Linked DNA regions of Canis lupus: region 1 is linked to region 2. The links are chromatin contacts, called in public Hi-C maps. All regions are on one chromosome and are shown on one strand. The core of a region is the stretch at or near the end of the contact, and the rest is flanking DNA. Distances in the headings are between cores, read along the strand shown. Region 1 overlaps LOC119866764. Region 2 overlaps PTDSS1 (phosphatidylserine synthase 1).

Region 1 (7,010 bases), core at 1,764-4,263, 810 kb after region 2:
CATTTGATTTCACCCAAGTGCTGAAGGTTCTTCCTTCCTCACTGCACCACCTCTGCAGGTCTCCAGAAATATGTCCCCTCATCGGTTGTCAGGATGCGAGTCATGCATGTGGGACACATGTTCCTATTCAAGTTGTGTACATGGACTAAGAGTCATGGGACCTGTCCCAAATATGCTCATTTACATGTTTTGGAAGGTGAATAGTGGATTAAGTGAGGGATTTATTTCTTTCATTTAACAAGGAAACTGAATACAAGGCAAGCCAGCTCTAGTGTGGCCAAGGACTGGGCTCCTTCTACATCCCTGCCCCGCCGTCCTTAGCAAATGGTCACAGAGTATCTGGACATTTGCAGGCAACATGTCTCCATTTTAGGCAGAAAAGTGAGAGAAAGGAGAGGGCAAAGTGTTCATGCCAGCTGGTTTTCTCTAAGGCTTTCCTGGAAGCCTCATCCAGTGGAACATGGAAGCCTTTCATTCATATCTCATTGACTAAGAAACTGTCCACGTGGCCTTGAAGGAAGCCTAGGAATTTTTTTTGATAAACACATCACGACCCTGAACCAAGCTGGATATATAAAAGCAAGAGGAAAGAGGTGAATGGAAATTGAGTAGGCCACTAGCTATAGGTGCCACAGGAAGGAGACAGTATTGGCACACAGATGGAGGTCCTCACGCTATTCATTAGATGACATGCAGATAGTTGTCTAAGAGGAAGTCCTCACCAGACATCAAGAAATCCATTTCCAAGCTCCTCCTTGAAGGGGACATAGTGCTCACACCAATGGAGACTTGGCTTCCTTTGACATCCAGCATAGGTGAGCCATTCATCAATGGCTTAGGACTCACCCAGGCCCAATGACCTCCCTGCCTATTCATTCCCCTGCTACCTTTTCCTTGCTCCCATCTCTGAGAGTCTTTCCCAAGGCAGGAATCTTTGCCTTTCTTCGCTTCCCAAATCCCTATCCTACGCACAGAAATCTGCCTTTTCGGAAACCCAGATTTTTAAAATTTACAACCCAAGAATGCCTTCCCGTTTTGTCCCTCTGACTTCTCTGAGTCGTCTTTCTCCTAAGGCAATGGACACAGAAAGCCATGCTCACTGAATGGGTCAAGGACCCAAGGGTACAAGGAAATACCAGATGCAAAAACAATTTAAGTTTTAAAAAATCATTCCTCTGCTCATCATGGGAAATCTTACCCTTAAACCCAAAATGTAAAAGAGGTAAAAATTAGAGCCAATATGATTAAAGGGTGGATGGGATATGGGAGGACCTCAAGGCCTTCCTCATGAGGCCTGAGAGAAGTCAGTCAGGGAAAGCTTGAAGATTCACCAAATTGTAAAATCTCTACAGAATCTTCCATCTTGAATGTTCTACAATTCCATTTTAAGGGGCAAACTTTTAGTCCATTTTCCTAAAACTTGAGAATAATCCCACATAATAAATGTGACAGATGAAGTAAACAGTAATTAAGGTGGACATGGTCCCAGCCTTTCCTTGACCCTGACCCTACTCCTTGGCCCATTTCCAGCTTTCCAGCTTCCCCACACTCTAAGCAGGGCTTTGTGATGAGGAACCAACATGGAAGAATGAGAAACAAGAGACGCCAGGTCACAAAGTTAAACATAGAAATAATATATGACCCCTCCCAAAAAAAAAGAAAGAAGAAAAAAAGAAATAATATATAAGCCAGCAATTGCATACCTAGGATTATACCCAAAAGAATTTTAAAAAGATACTCAGATGTGCACTTGTACCTTCATGTTCACACTAGCACTAGTCACATTAGCCAAAGGTTAAAAAAAAATAAAATAAAATAAACAACCAAATGTCTATCAACAGATAAAGGGATAAACAAATCGCGGTAAATACATACAGCGGACCGTCATTCAGCCATCCAAATCGTGCTGGATGAACCTCGAAAACAGCATGGGCATTGGAAGAAACCAAACATAAAAGGCCACATAGTGTGCGATGTCACTGAGGTAAGATGCCAGAGTAGGTGAATCACAGATACGGAAGCAGGTGGATGGGTGGTTGCCAGGCGCGGGGGAGGAGGATGGGGAGCGACTGCGTCACAGGTCAGGGTTTTCTCTTGGAAGGACGAAATGTTGGGGGACTAGATGTCATGGCTGCACTATCATGAGGTCATTAGATGCCACGGAGTTGTTCCCTTTAAAGTGGTTCATTTTATGTTTTGTGAATTTCACTTCCCTTTTTTAAAAATCAGTTTTCTAAAAAAGAGGAGGTAGCACTACGGGAGCACTCACAGGGAGGGCGTCGGGGGCGGTGGCTGAGGAAGGAACACGTGGGGGAGCACCGTGGGCACTTGCGGCCCTTCCCTCCCCTGAGGTCCAAGGAGGGGACCCCGGCACGGCCACAGTTAACACAAGCTCTGCGAACAGACTACTTGGTTTTAACCCCACTCCTGATACATACACACCGTGACCTGGGCTGTATCTCAGTTTCCTCCTCTGTAAGGCGGAGACTGTGACCCCTAACTCACGGGAAGGGTTAAAATGGTGAATGAGTTCATCCACGTAGAGCTCTTCGAAGAGCATGGACCACTACAAGCTCGCAGTGAACATCACCCAATGTTCTTTAGCCTTTTGGACTCATGGACCTTCTTCTTTGGCCAGACCATTCCAGAAATGAGCTGTGTCAGTTGTGCTTTATAAGTCATGTACCAATGTTTCCCTACTCTATGATTTTTTTTTTTAATGCAAACTGTAAATAGTACCACCTGCCCAGAAAGCTGTTTAGCTTCCTAGGGCTGATGTGACAAAGTAGCACCATCTGGTTGGCCTAGAATAACAGAAACCTACTCCCTCACAGTTCTGGAGGCTAGAAGTCAGAAAGCAAGGCATCAGCAGGGCCATGTTCCTTCCAAAGACTCTAGGGGATGATCTTTCCGCACTTCCAGGTTCTGGTGGCCCCAGGCTTTCCTTGGCTTGTGACAGCACGACTCCTGTCTTGCCTGGGTCTTCACATGGCCGACTTCCTGTGTGTCTTCATATCAACTTCCTTTTCTATGTGTGTGTGTGTCCAAAATCCCCCCTTCTCCTAAGGACACCAGTCACATCGCAATAGGGCTCGCCCTCCTCCACTATGACCTCATCTTAACTAATTTCATCTGCAATGACCTTATTTCCAAATAAGGTCATTCTGAGGTTCTGAGGATTGGAACTTCAGTATATTACCTTGGGTTGCACAATCCAACCCATAACAAATCACTGTCGCTCTCCTGATGTGTTCATAAGCTCCACTGCCTTCCTTCTGTGGTCCATCCCAGGCCAGTTAGCTGCCGGAACAATCTTGAAGGAGCAAACGCTTTCCTCCTGCAGGCATATCTCCTATTTGATACACTGCACTTTGTACACTCTCTACAACGATTGGTCACGTTTGGCTCCTCTGCTAGTTCACAAACTCCCTAAGTGTTGGGACTGTATCATGTTCAACTCTGAAGAGTAGAAAAGTACCAACCAGAAGAGTACCTAGTGCCTGCATGGAAGCTTCAGCAGTTGAGGAAAGAAAGGAAGAAAGAAAAGAAGGAAAACAAGATTCAAATGTCCACTGGCTCAGCAGCCCCCACCTCCAAGTGACACCAGGCCCTCAGCTCCCCCCGCCCCTTCTCTGTTCCACCTTCTGTTTGTCCCAGTGCCCCCCTACTTTGCCTCCATCCAGGCTCTGCCCTGGACTGCCAATGGCTACTCTGACCGCAGACTGGAGGTAAAAGCTCTCTGTGATTCCTAAAAGACATGAACTTCTTCTGACCACTACAACCAAGACTGTGATGGCCTTAGAGTCCCAGCACCCTCCCTCACCAGGCCAGGACATGGAGGACACGGCTCCTCCCCTGATTACCAACAGTTCAGCCTAACGCCCGCATAAGGAATAGTTCTAAGCTCTATGAGCACTTGCTGGAGGCCGGGCGATCACATTCCGTTCCATTCTCCTCACCTGGGTCGGCTCACTGACAACTCACAGTAACCCAATGTGGTAGGAACTATTTATTGTTAACTCTACAGATGAGGAAACTGAGGCTTCGAGAAGTTGAATATCTTGGCCGCAGTCATAGCTGGTGAGCGTGGGGCCAAAATTTGACTCCAGGCAACCTAATGGCAAAAACATCCAAAACTTGGCAGTGGACAAAAAGGTGGCTGGCTGCCTTGTCAGTGTCATCCTGAACATGGTACAGACCCGCTCCACAATTATCCTGTCCTCCGGGGGTTTACTAGTGACTCACTCTTTACCACCGATTAGGGTCTACTACAACTTTGTGCGGGTAGATGTTAACTTGTACAAAGCTGAGAGTGACCTAAACCGTCCCTGACCCACAGCAACGCAAGAGAGCTTCTCTCCAGTTGGAAAAGTTAACTCCAAAGGGGACAGCTCTAGCATCCCCTGGGAGACTAGCCCGTTTCCAACTACTGCACCAGTCGATTCCAGCATCCTCTTTCAGTGACTATAAATCCTTCCATCTCAGCTGTAATCCTTTGAAGCAGGTTTACCACCCTGCTAGTTCCCTCATTAATGAGTTGATTAAATCTGTGACACATGTTCATTCTATACTTATATGAGAGTTGTGTTTATAATACACTGAAATTTTTACCTGGCACACCAAAGCCCCCAGTTTTACCCACTACACTAGAATGAATGAATGAACATTAAATCAGAAGATACATGTTCAACCTAAAAAAACTAAAAAACGAATGATAAAATAATTTAAAAAACGGTTTAAGAGAAAAGAAGATATATGGTGATTATGTTTAGTAAGGGGGTACAAACCGCAATCAGAGCCCACTAGTCCCTGAAAGAGCAATGAGTAAACTGCTACAAAAGAGTATTGTTGGGGATCCCTGGGTGGCCCAGCGGTTTAGCGCCTGCCTTTGGCCCAGGGCGCGATCCTGGAGACCCGGAATCGAATCCCACATCGGGCTCCCGGTGCATGGAGCCTGCTTCTCCCTCCTCCTGTGTCTGCCTCTCTCTCTCTCTCTCTCTCTCTCTCTCTCTCTCTCTCTGCCTATCATAAATAAATAAATAAATAATTTTTTTAAAGTATTGTTGTACAAAGGAGTATTGCCGGCCTACTGTTCTCCATGTGCTGATTCCCCACAAAAACTGACTCTAGCCAGGACAGAGGCTGCTCGAGAATCCTGGCTGTTGGTTGCTTTGGGAACTTGGTGAAAGTGAGACAGACCTTTGGGACGAAGATTGGACCTTACCAAAGAGCCAGCCACTCCCAGGAGACTGATCTATGTGTCTCTTAAAGGGTGTGACCTCCTGGGGATTCTGCGAAGGGCAACAGATCCGTTGTACCAATAGCCCGGTTCAGCGCACACCAAGTACCCCAACTCAAGTCCACTAAGAGAAATTCATAAATGAAATAACTACGACACGGCGCATCATTGGAATGCACTGTCACTTGCAATATAGAAGCTGCTTAGTAAATATTTAACAAGTCAAAAACTTGCCCCCGATGCAGAGAAATCACTTCTGCGAAAAATAAAACCAAGCTGAACCAATTCCATTGAACATCTTTCAAAGCTATTAAAGTTATTTTCTTTATTTGGGGAAGGATTATGACACACATACTTAGTTCCAAGTCACTGCTAATAACTTGCTAATGGTGTCAATGGAGTTCTTAATTATACAAGAAAGACCATGAATGACCTATTTTTCAAGTGTTCAAAAATGGAAACATACATTAAAAACCCATTGCATTTTTCTGTGTTTCTTTTCTGGGGTCGTCATGAGCATTTACAGTTTCTATTTGTGAAAGGATTCCACGAGCACACCATTGGGTAAGGGCACCCCGAGGCAGTTTTAAGGGTCCGCGTGATCCAATATCGATAGGCTTCCCGAAATGAGGCACGAATGAGGAACATAATGACTTTTTCGAGGCATTCTTCTGAGTAGTGGGGATACAGCAGTAAACAAAACGCACGACGTGTCTTGCCATCTTGGAGTTCAGGTGCTACTAGGGAAAAACAAGACATGGAAAAATAAAACAGCAATGCACACAGTAAGATAGAGGGTGATGCATGCTGTGGAGAAGGAGCGGGGAAGAGGGAATCCCAGGCGGGGATTGGGAAGGAGCTTGGGATTGCAAATAGGATGGTCGAGGATGGCCTCACCAAGTACAGGCTTTAAGGACATGAGAGAGTCAGTGATAAGGTATCTGGGGAGAGCACATTCTAGGAAAAGAGCAAGGACGGCAGGCACCCAGAGGCAGCAGTGCAGCTGGTGTGTGTGCAGGGATAGTAAGAAAGTCCCTGGAGCCAATGGTATGAGTGAGGGAAAAGTTGTGAGGACTGGGATAGAGGGGGCGAGTAGACGGGGTTCAGTTTGGGGTAGAGGGCTGATCTGACCCCTGGGGGTCTTCCCAGGATCACCGGGCCGTGGATCCACAGGTTGAGAGGGGTCGGGGCAAAACACGAAGATGAGTTCCATCCCTGTGGCTGGAAACCGCTCTTCCCAACCTCCATCACCTCCAAAGGTCAGGCCACTTGAAAACGTGTCCGTCACCTTGTAGTGACCAGTTTTAATCCCTGCTCTGTGAGAACATCAAAAAGGAGAGACGGGAAAATGAAGCTGGACATGAGAGTTCTAGTTTCCCAGGAAACAAGGAAAAAATAAAATTGCAATCTGCATTTTTTGACAGAGAAATCGAGTGGACTCAAGTCTCCTTAGGAAGAAAAAAAGCTAATGTTAGTGAGTTAAAAATAACAATGCAATACAGAGTGTGCTGGAATAATTAGCCTTGGAAAGGGGTTGCCCCACTGATCTCATTACATTTCCTCAGATGACTTTCCCAAGCTGTGGCAGGTGAGTAATAGGAAGCTGCTGGATGGCCAGGCACAATGGTCTGGTTTTAAAAACCTGTAATTTAATATTGAAATAAACGGCAGAGCCCCAAAACGTCAAGACCAATCAGATGATAGTTAAAGAAAGCGACATGCGCCCGTGTCCTGTAAATGGCTCTCTGGGGTGCAGCATCACGCCAGCCTT
Region 2 (7,030 bases), core at 584-3,083:
CTGCTGGGCGGCCACCCAGTGCCTGGCACCTGTCCTGACCTGTGCCTCTGTCTCCCTTAGACGTACTCAGAATGCGACGATGGCACCTACGGCCCGGAAATCTCCTGGTCTCATGCGAAAGGTTCAAAAGGTATGTCCTTCTCAGCCCGTGTTGAGCCCCCTGCTGGGCCCTGCTCGTCTCGAGGCCCAGCGCGGAGATCCGGATCCGGGTTCATCCCCTGGTGTTGGCAAGCGTTCGCCCGAGGCCCCAGACTGCCCGTCGCGTCCTCACTACGCGCCCCCGGGGCCTGCACAGTCGTGGCCGGACCCCGCGGGGACCTGGCTTCCTGAGGAGAGGCGCCCCGTGGGTCTGCGCCTTGTGACGGGAGGATGTCGGGGGCCTGGAGCCTGTAGCATCCTGAGGGCCGTCCTGACTGCCAAGGCCCAGGAGCGACGTGCGGGGAGGAGAGCTGCTGGCCGTAGCCGGGGTCTCCACTGGCCTCTGCAGGGCCTTGGGGAGCTGTGGGCCTGGCGGCATCGGCGGGCAGGCTCGGGCCCGATGCCAGGGAGGTGCCCCTGTGCAGTCGCCCCCCGCAGGCTCTCAGAGCCACCCGGGGGCTGGACCGAGGGGACAGTGGCAGCGCAGGAGGCCGTGAGGCCACGGAGGGGTAGGCCTGCGGGCGGCTGTCCAGGCTTCCCTGGGCCGCGCGATTCACGCTTCTTCCTGCGGGGGGCGCCCCGCGAGACCTGGGCCAGGGGCGGGTGGACACCTGTTTGCAGGCCGGTGCAGGTGGGCGGGGGTCCCATGCAGGGCGGCCCTGGCTCCTGGCCCGCCGAGCCCTGCTCCCCAAGAGGCGGCGACGAGCAGGCAGTGCCGCACACGCGTCCCTGTGACAGGGAGGCGTAGCAGTTACAGAAATAGCCCTGCAGCTGGTGCCCTGCCCCCGAGACCAGAGCTCGTGCTTCTCTGGGGTTCCCGTAGCGGCGGCCCTGGGGTGGGCCCAGGCCTGAGCCCCGGTGCAGAGAACCCTGTCCGCAGACCCACTCGCGTCCCCGGCCCCCCGCGCGCTCCCCCACCCCCTGTCCTGGGAGGCCTGTCCTGCGAGCTCTCGGCCCACCACAGTGTGACCGGCGATGCCCCGGGGACTGAGCATCCTGGGGGGTGGCATCCCCCGTGGGAGGCTCCGGGGCTGCCCTGAGCAGTAAGAGGCCCACTTTTCAAAGTGTGCTCTGGGCCCCGATAGAGGGCAGGAGATCTTTAGTCCTGTGAAGTCCAGAACCTTCCAGTGTAGGGAGGTAGAGACCCTGGGGCTTGCGGGTCAAGGCGGGACCTCGGGTGATGCCTCCTTGGTTGGGAGAGGCCCCTAGACGCCCGGCGGCTTCATCATTCTGCCTCATGCCAGGATTTGATGTGTTCCCCCCACCCCCCACCCCCGCCCCAGCACAGGGAGCATAAGGCCTCCCACCCCCACCCTCCCACCCCCACCGGTGAGGGCCTAGGGCATGCAAGTTCTTCAGGACGCCCCTCCCCTCGCCCTTCCCGGGGTGAGCGGCTGCCTGCCCTGCTTGCCTGCGGGGTTTGCAGCCGGCCCTGGTGCCTCCACCAGCCGCCACGAGCCACTAGATGGAGTGCAAGGATCAGCGGCGGGCGGCCTGGGCGGAGAGAGGCCATCTGAGGCCCAGCCCACAGGCCCTGCAGCCCTGACGGCGTGTTCTCCTTCCTTCCTCCGCCAGGTTCTGAAGACAGCCCACCCAAGCACCCAGGCAACCACGAGAGCCACTCTTCCAGAAGAAGGAATCGGCATTCCAAGTCGAAAGTCACCAACGGACTTGGAAAGAAATGAAGGAGCCTGGTTCACGTGGACGTCCCGGAGAGTGCCTAGAACTGGGAGGGTGGACAGGTGGTGTGGCCCTCCCTGTGCCGAGGGCAAAGAGGTGGTGCCATCCGGACGAGCACAGGGGCCTGGGGTCATCACTGGACAGCGTGAGTCTTGTTTCCCGCAGACCTGGTCACGCCCGGCAGGTCCTCGCCTGGGATCCTTTGCCAATGCGGGGTCTCGTCCAGCTTCGGCACTTGGCATGTGGTCCCTGGTAGGGGCGCAGAGCTCCGCGGGAAGGGACGGCCCTGGCGCCCAGCTGTCCGGCCCACAGCGTGCGTGGGTGTCCTGTGGTTGCGGGTCGTCGGCACACCTTCCTTCCAATGTTCAAGCTGGTGACGGGTTTTTGTTGTTAGGGACCTGCCTCTCCCATCCCGCGGATTGGTTTCGGGTCAGGCTGCTGTTCTGTCTCGTGTTATCGTCGTGCTTCTTTGGTTTTAAGTGAGAGGCCACTGCTGAAGCTGCACTGGGGAGGGCGCGCCCCTCGCCTGCAGATGAGACGGGGAGAGTGTGTTCCCTCCAGCACATGCCCCCCTCCTTAGGACGCGGTGGGTGGAAACCCATGTGAGGACAAGTCAGCCCCCCACCCAGGACCCCAGGCTTCAGATCAGAACCTTTCTCGTCCGTTCCAAATGTCGTTTGTCCCGACGTGTCCACAGCGCGCAGAAGTGAACCTGCTGCAGAGGCAGCGCCCGCCATGGCTCCTCTCCCAGCCAGGTGCCTTTGACATTCTGTTTTCCTTCCTGGTGTGTGGCTGACATTGTCCTTTAGTCCCATGTCAGGTGCTGGTGAGTATTACCTTTCACGTGTGCCATGCTCTAGAACCTTTGCCCTGGTAGTTCACCACCTCGGATGGATTCCTGTTTTAAATAAAATAACTCACGTTAAAGTCCATCAAAGATGAGTCTCTGCAGAATGCTCATTTCTTTGCATCTTACTGGTACTTTCCACCACCTGTCAGCAGTCACTGTCCTGTTCAGGTGACCTCAGGGTAATCCGCATGCCTACATGCTTTATGAGGCAAGAAGGAGGGAGGCAGGTATTTCAGGGGGCTCACGGACGCGCGCCCTATTTCCTCAGCTCCCCGAGTGACCAGTAGGAGGCGAACAAGATCGTCCTTGTGTTTTCACGTGGCTGCATGAACCCAGTGGGATTTTCCCCTCCTACAAACGGCCAGTACTCAGCTGATTAGCAGACGGACAGAAACTGGCTGAAGGAGATCCTCTTGTTCCTTCACAGAGCAGAGTTCTCCATGTCTTTCCCCCCAAAACAACACCTTTCACCTAGGACTGTCATGTTTTTCTTTTCCTGCATAGGAATTCCGGGGTAAAGGGGTTAAATGAATCCTGCAGAGCTGGGGTCACACGCTGCACCCCTGGGCCTGCTCTGACCGCTGGGTTCAGAGCCTCGTGCAGACCTGCTCCAGCAGCCGGGCGCATTGCTGCCGCCGGAGGAGCAGAGAGGCAGTTTGTAGGCCCGGGCACAGCGAGAACCTCTGCAAGCAGGTGCACTTGTTTCGTCCCCCGCTGCATTCTGCTTCTCTGTGCACTGAGTCCTGAGTGTGTCACGGGATCACGTCCATGGTCTACCTCGACGCTCCTTCCTGGGCCTGGCCCACACCATCGAGCGTTTCCAAGCTCTTGACCGTGCCTCTGACTCCGCTTGTTCCTTGCTGCAAGGCTGGCATAGATGGAGGCCCCGTTGCACACAAGGCGGCCGACTTTCCTGGGGGGCATTCGAAAAGCACCGTGCACAGGAGACCGTTTTTCCTCCATGCCTTTGTGTGACATCCCAGCAAAGTCCCCAGACACTGTCTGTGCCTGCTCTTTGAGTCGGAACTTTCTTTTTTCCCCTCCCAGTAAAAGCTCTTGACACAGTAGTCAGAAAACCAGCACTTTCGGTGACTGGCTGAGCCTCGGCCGCCATTCCTCCTGGAAGCCATACTGCTGGGTTTGCCCTACTTTTCCGCCCGTTTCTATGGAAATGGACCTCGCGTTGATGGAAATAGACCAGAGGCCTCATTTCATACCAGAAATGATTTGATTGCCAATCATCTCACATGTGCCATTTGCAGACTGCCCCGCTAGCAGACACCACTGTTTGGGACATAACGCACGAGGAATGTTTCATGGGTCTTTCTCCGTAAGTAGCGTGGTACCGAGTGTTGGGCACTTTTCCCTTCATGTCATTCTTGGTCTTGCCATGGCCTTCCCCGGCTTGCCTCACGTCTGCTTTCACCACTTGCAGAAGCCGTGGCCAAACCGCTCCCGCCGCGATGCTAGGACATTTCGTTGACCTGTGAAGCATGTTGATGATAAAAGACATCCCATAAAAGCCAACCTTATTTTCACTAGCACCTCTTCTTTGGTGAGCTTGTGAGTTCTCACCCAGGAAAAATAAAATTCTTCACCAAACTCGGCAGGCTCGGCCCTGTTGGTCGGCCCCTCCGAAGCTGCATCCCAAAGTGACAGGTCTTTTTGTCAGGGGTCTCCCTCTGGAAGTGGACACTGGATTGTTTGACGTGTTTCTAAGAGCGCACTTGGTCAGGGCCATACGGGGTGGGAGAGGCTAAATGCCCAGTAGAATGGAAGCACCCATTCACTGTGGAAAACCAGACCTTGCGCACAGGGGGCTTGATTCACGTGCTCCGCACGTCCTGCGGATTCGCTGGGCCCGCCGCGATGCTCGCCAGGTTGGCTTCATCTACGGCGTCCCAATTGTCGGGGGCACCAGGGCTCCTAGGCAGGCCATCGCAATCCTCAATATACGTCCCACATACAGGATCGAAATCAAGATGCGAGACTTCGGTCCGTCGCTGAGCGTTTCGCCGTAAATGCATGTCTTCCCGTTGTACGTGCATGTGCGCTGGCAAGGCTCATCCTTGAGATTTGGTTCCTCGCAAGGGTCGGCTTGAGTAATGGCTCAGACCAGTGGGCTGCACGGTCGCATTTGCTAGCCCATAACGATTCACTTTTTACGATATTTCTCTAGGTTGCGTTTCATTCTACACCTGATGCTAGGACTATCACAGGTGAAGGTCACCAAAAATGTCAGGTGGAACTTTGATATTATTTTTGATGCAATAAATACAGTTTTTTTTCACTTTCTTATCTTCTGTGAATTCAGAGGAATTATTAAGGTCTGCCTGCGAAGGAGGAAAATGGTTGCAGGTGATTTTTTTTATTTATTTATATTTTTGGTTTGTCAGAATGCTGACTCGTAACAATCTCCCTCATCTCCTGTGTTTACGGAAGGCTGCCTTTAGTCCATTTCAGAAATCCATCAGTGACTTTGTCCTGACATCCCTTCCTTGCAGCTCTGTCGGGTAGATTTGGAAGCCGCTTGCTCTGTAAGAAAATATTGGTGGTTACAGTCTCACCCCGTGAAGGGTCTGTAACAGGTCCAAGCAGCTCCAAGGCCTCCCACAGCTAAGCTTGGTTCCTGTGATGTGTCCCGGGACTCTGGCTGAGAACTGGCGTGTGCGTAGAGCCCGCCTGGCTGGCCGGAGGGACGGGGAAGGCAGGCTTCCTGCCGCCGGGCTGGCAAACCAGACTCCCAAGTCCCCGCATCCTCGTCCCGCTGAAGCAAGGTGAAGAGTATTGGCAGACCCGTCCCCTTGTCATAAACGCAGCGAGGACAGCAATTTCGTGCGAGAGAACAGCACGTGCCCACGGGTTTAGCCTGCAGGGCTGGTGCAGCCCGCCACCGGCCTCCACAGCCGTCCTGGGCGCTCGCTCCAGCCGCTCTCCCCGGGAGGTTGATTATTTTTTCTTTGTTACTGGAAGGCTCTGAAGACACATGCAGAGGGCCTGCGAGTGGTGGGCACCGATGGTGCCCCACGGTGTCTGGCGTCTGCCCGGCGTCCCGCCCCCGGCCCCTGCGGTCTCCCCAGCGCGCAGTTGCCGGCCCTCCTGCTCCTACGTAGGCTGTGTCCCGTCCTGGACACTCAGGAACCTGGACGCTCAGGAACAGTGACTTTGCAGTTTTACAAACCACAGGAAGTAAGGTCTGTTTGCCTTTGAAAGACAAGTAGAAGCATCTGAGACTAAAAGGTTGCCTTTCCACGCCTGGAAAACACAGGGAAGAGCCTTAATCCCGGGGTCAGACCTCAGGCAGGGTTCTGGCCATCCAGGGGAGCGTCGGGCTGCGAACCCTGACTGCCCCCGCGCCGCACCCGGGCCGCTTCGGCTGCTGCCATCCACGGGACTGCAGGCGTCCTGGAGCGAGCACGTGTCTCACGGTCGCAGCCCCGGGAAGGAGGATCCCCAGCTCCCTGTCTAGAGTCCTCTCCCTTTTGGAGCGGACGGAACCCGGGCCAGGAGCGGGGCGCGGACTCCATGCGCCACCGCCAACATCCACAGACCAGCTCCCAGAGCACTGAGAACCCTGGGAGACCTCCGGGTGGCCCTGGGGACCCCGTGTCCCCACTGCGCCTAACAGCAGTCCGCGCGTAGGGGCCTAGCACCCGGGTGGCATCTTCCATTCCAGGGGAGGGGGCATCCCTGCCGCCACCACCACCCGCCCCACAGGTCCAGCACTGTGTGTGTGTCATGCATGTGCTCCGGGTCTCGCGAGTTTGGTGGCTTTACCCGCACTCCCTGGGGTCAAGCTTGGGGAGGGTGAGTCGACTCACCCCAGGGCCTCAGGCTCTGTCTTCGCCTCCGGGCTCCCTGACGCGCAGCTCCAGCGCCCGTGGCCAGACCAGAGTCCCCGCCTTGCTTCCCGCCCGCGGTGGTGGCGGAGGTTAGGACAGCGAGAAGCCTGCCCACGGCACCCTGAGGGCGGCAGCCCGACCCCGTCAGGTGCCCGCCGCCAGCGAGGCCCGAAGTCCAAGGCCTGGCTGCACAGCTGGCTCCCGTGCCCCGGACGGGCTGCACGCCCGAGGCGGGGCCGGCGGCCTCATCAGCCCGTTGTTCTGCGGCCCCGGGTGAGTCCAGGGTCGGTCCGTGAAGCGGGCCCACGTCCGATCGGGTTCTTTTCCTGATGCTTGGACGCCTCCTGCAAACGGCCCGAAGGCCGTGCCTCAGCCGGCAGCAGCTTCCCTCTGCCCTCAGGAATCTGATTTATGGTCTGGGGAGGCCAGAAACCTCTGCTCTTCACTTCTGAAAAACAGCGAAGTATGGGAAAGAATGTAAATTATAAATACCGAATTCCTACGGTCAGCAATAACGGAG

Evidence for each region. Hi-C and Micro-C count contacts between places; a contact is called where the count stands out from the background.
Region 1: a contact with region 2 is called in a Hi-C map of skin fibroblasts, with 3 times the contacts expected there. The contact joins two enhancer-like sites. A contact is called at or near these places in 3 of 9 Hi-C or Micro-C datasets (amygdala, liver and skin fibroblasts).

The regions. Positions count from the first base shown.
Region 1 is chr29:42,287,413-42,294,422 of UU_Cfam_GSD_1.0, forward strand. It overlaps LOC119866764, which reads right to left. Exons shown (of 5, transcript XM_038579844.1): 5 at 5,539-5,976. The coding sequence ends at 5,707. Among named protein-coding and RNA genes, the nearest start is that of MTDH, 53 kb to the right of the region's middle. Within about 2 kb of position 3,014, at least 2 of the 20 cell types and tissues checked have an H3K27ac peak or open chromatin away from gene starts, as enhancers often do.
Region 2 is chr29:41,482,573-41,489,602 of UU_Cfam_GSD_1.0, forward strand. PTDSS1 (phosphatidylserine synthase 1) reads left to right here. Exons shown (of 13, transcript XM_038579819.1): 12 at 61-130; 13 at 1,714-2,755. The coding sequence ends at 1,823. Among named protein-coding and RNA genes, the nearest start is that of MTERF3, 48 kb to the left of the region's middle. Within about 2 kb of position 1,834, at least 3 of the 20 cell types and tissues checked have an H3K27ac peak or open chromatin away from gene starts, as enhancers often do.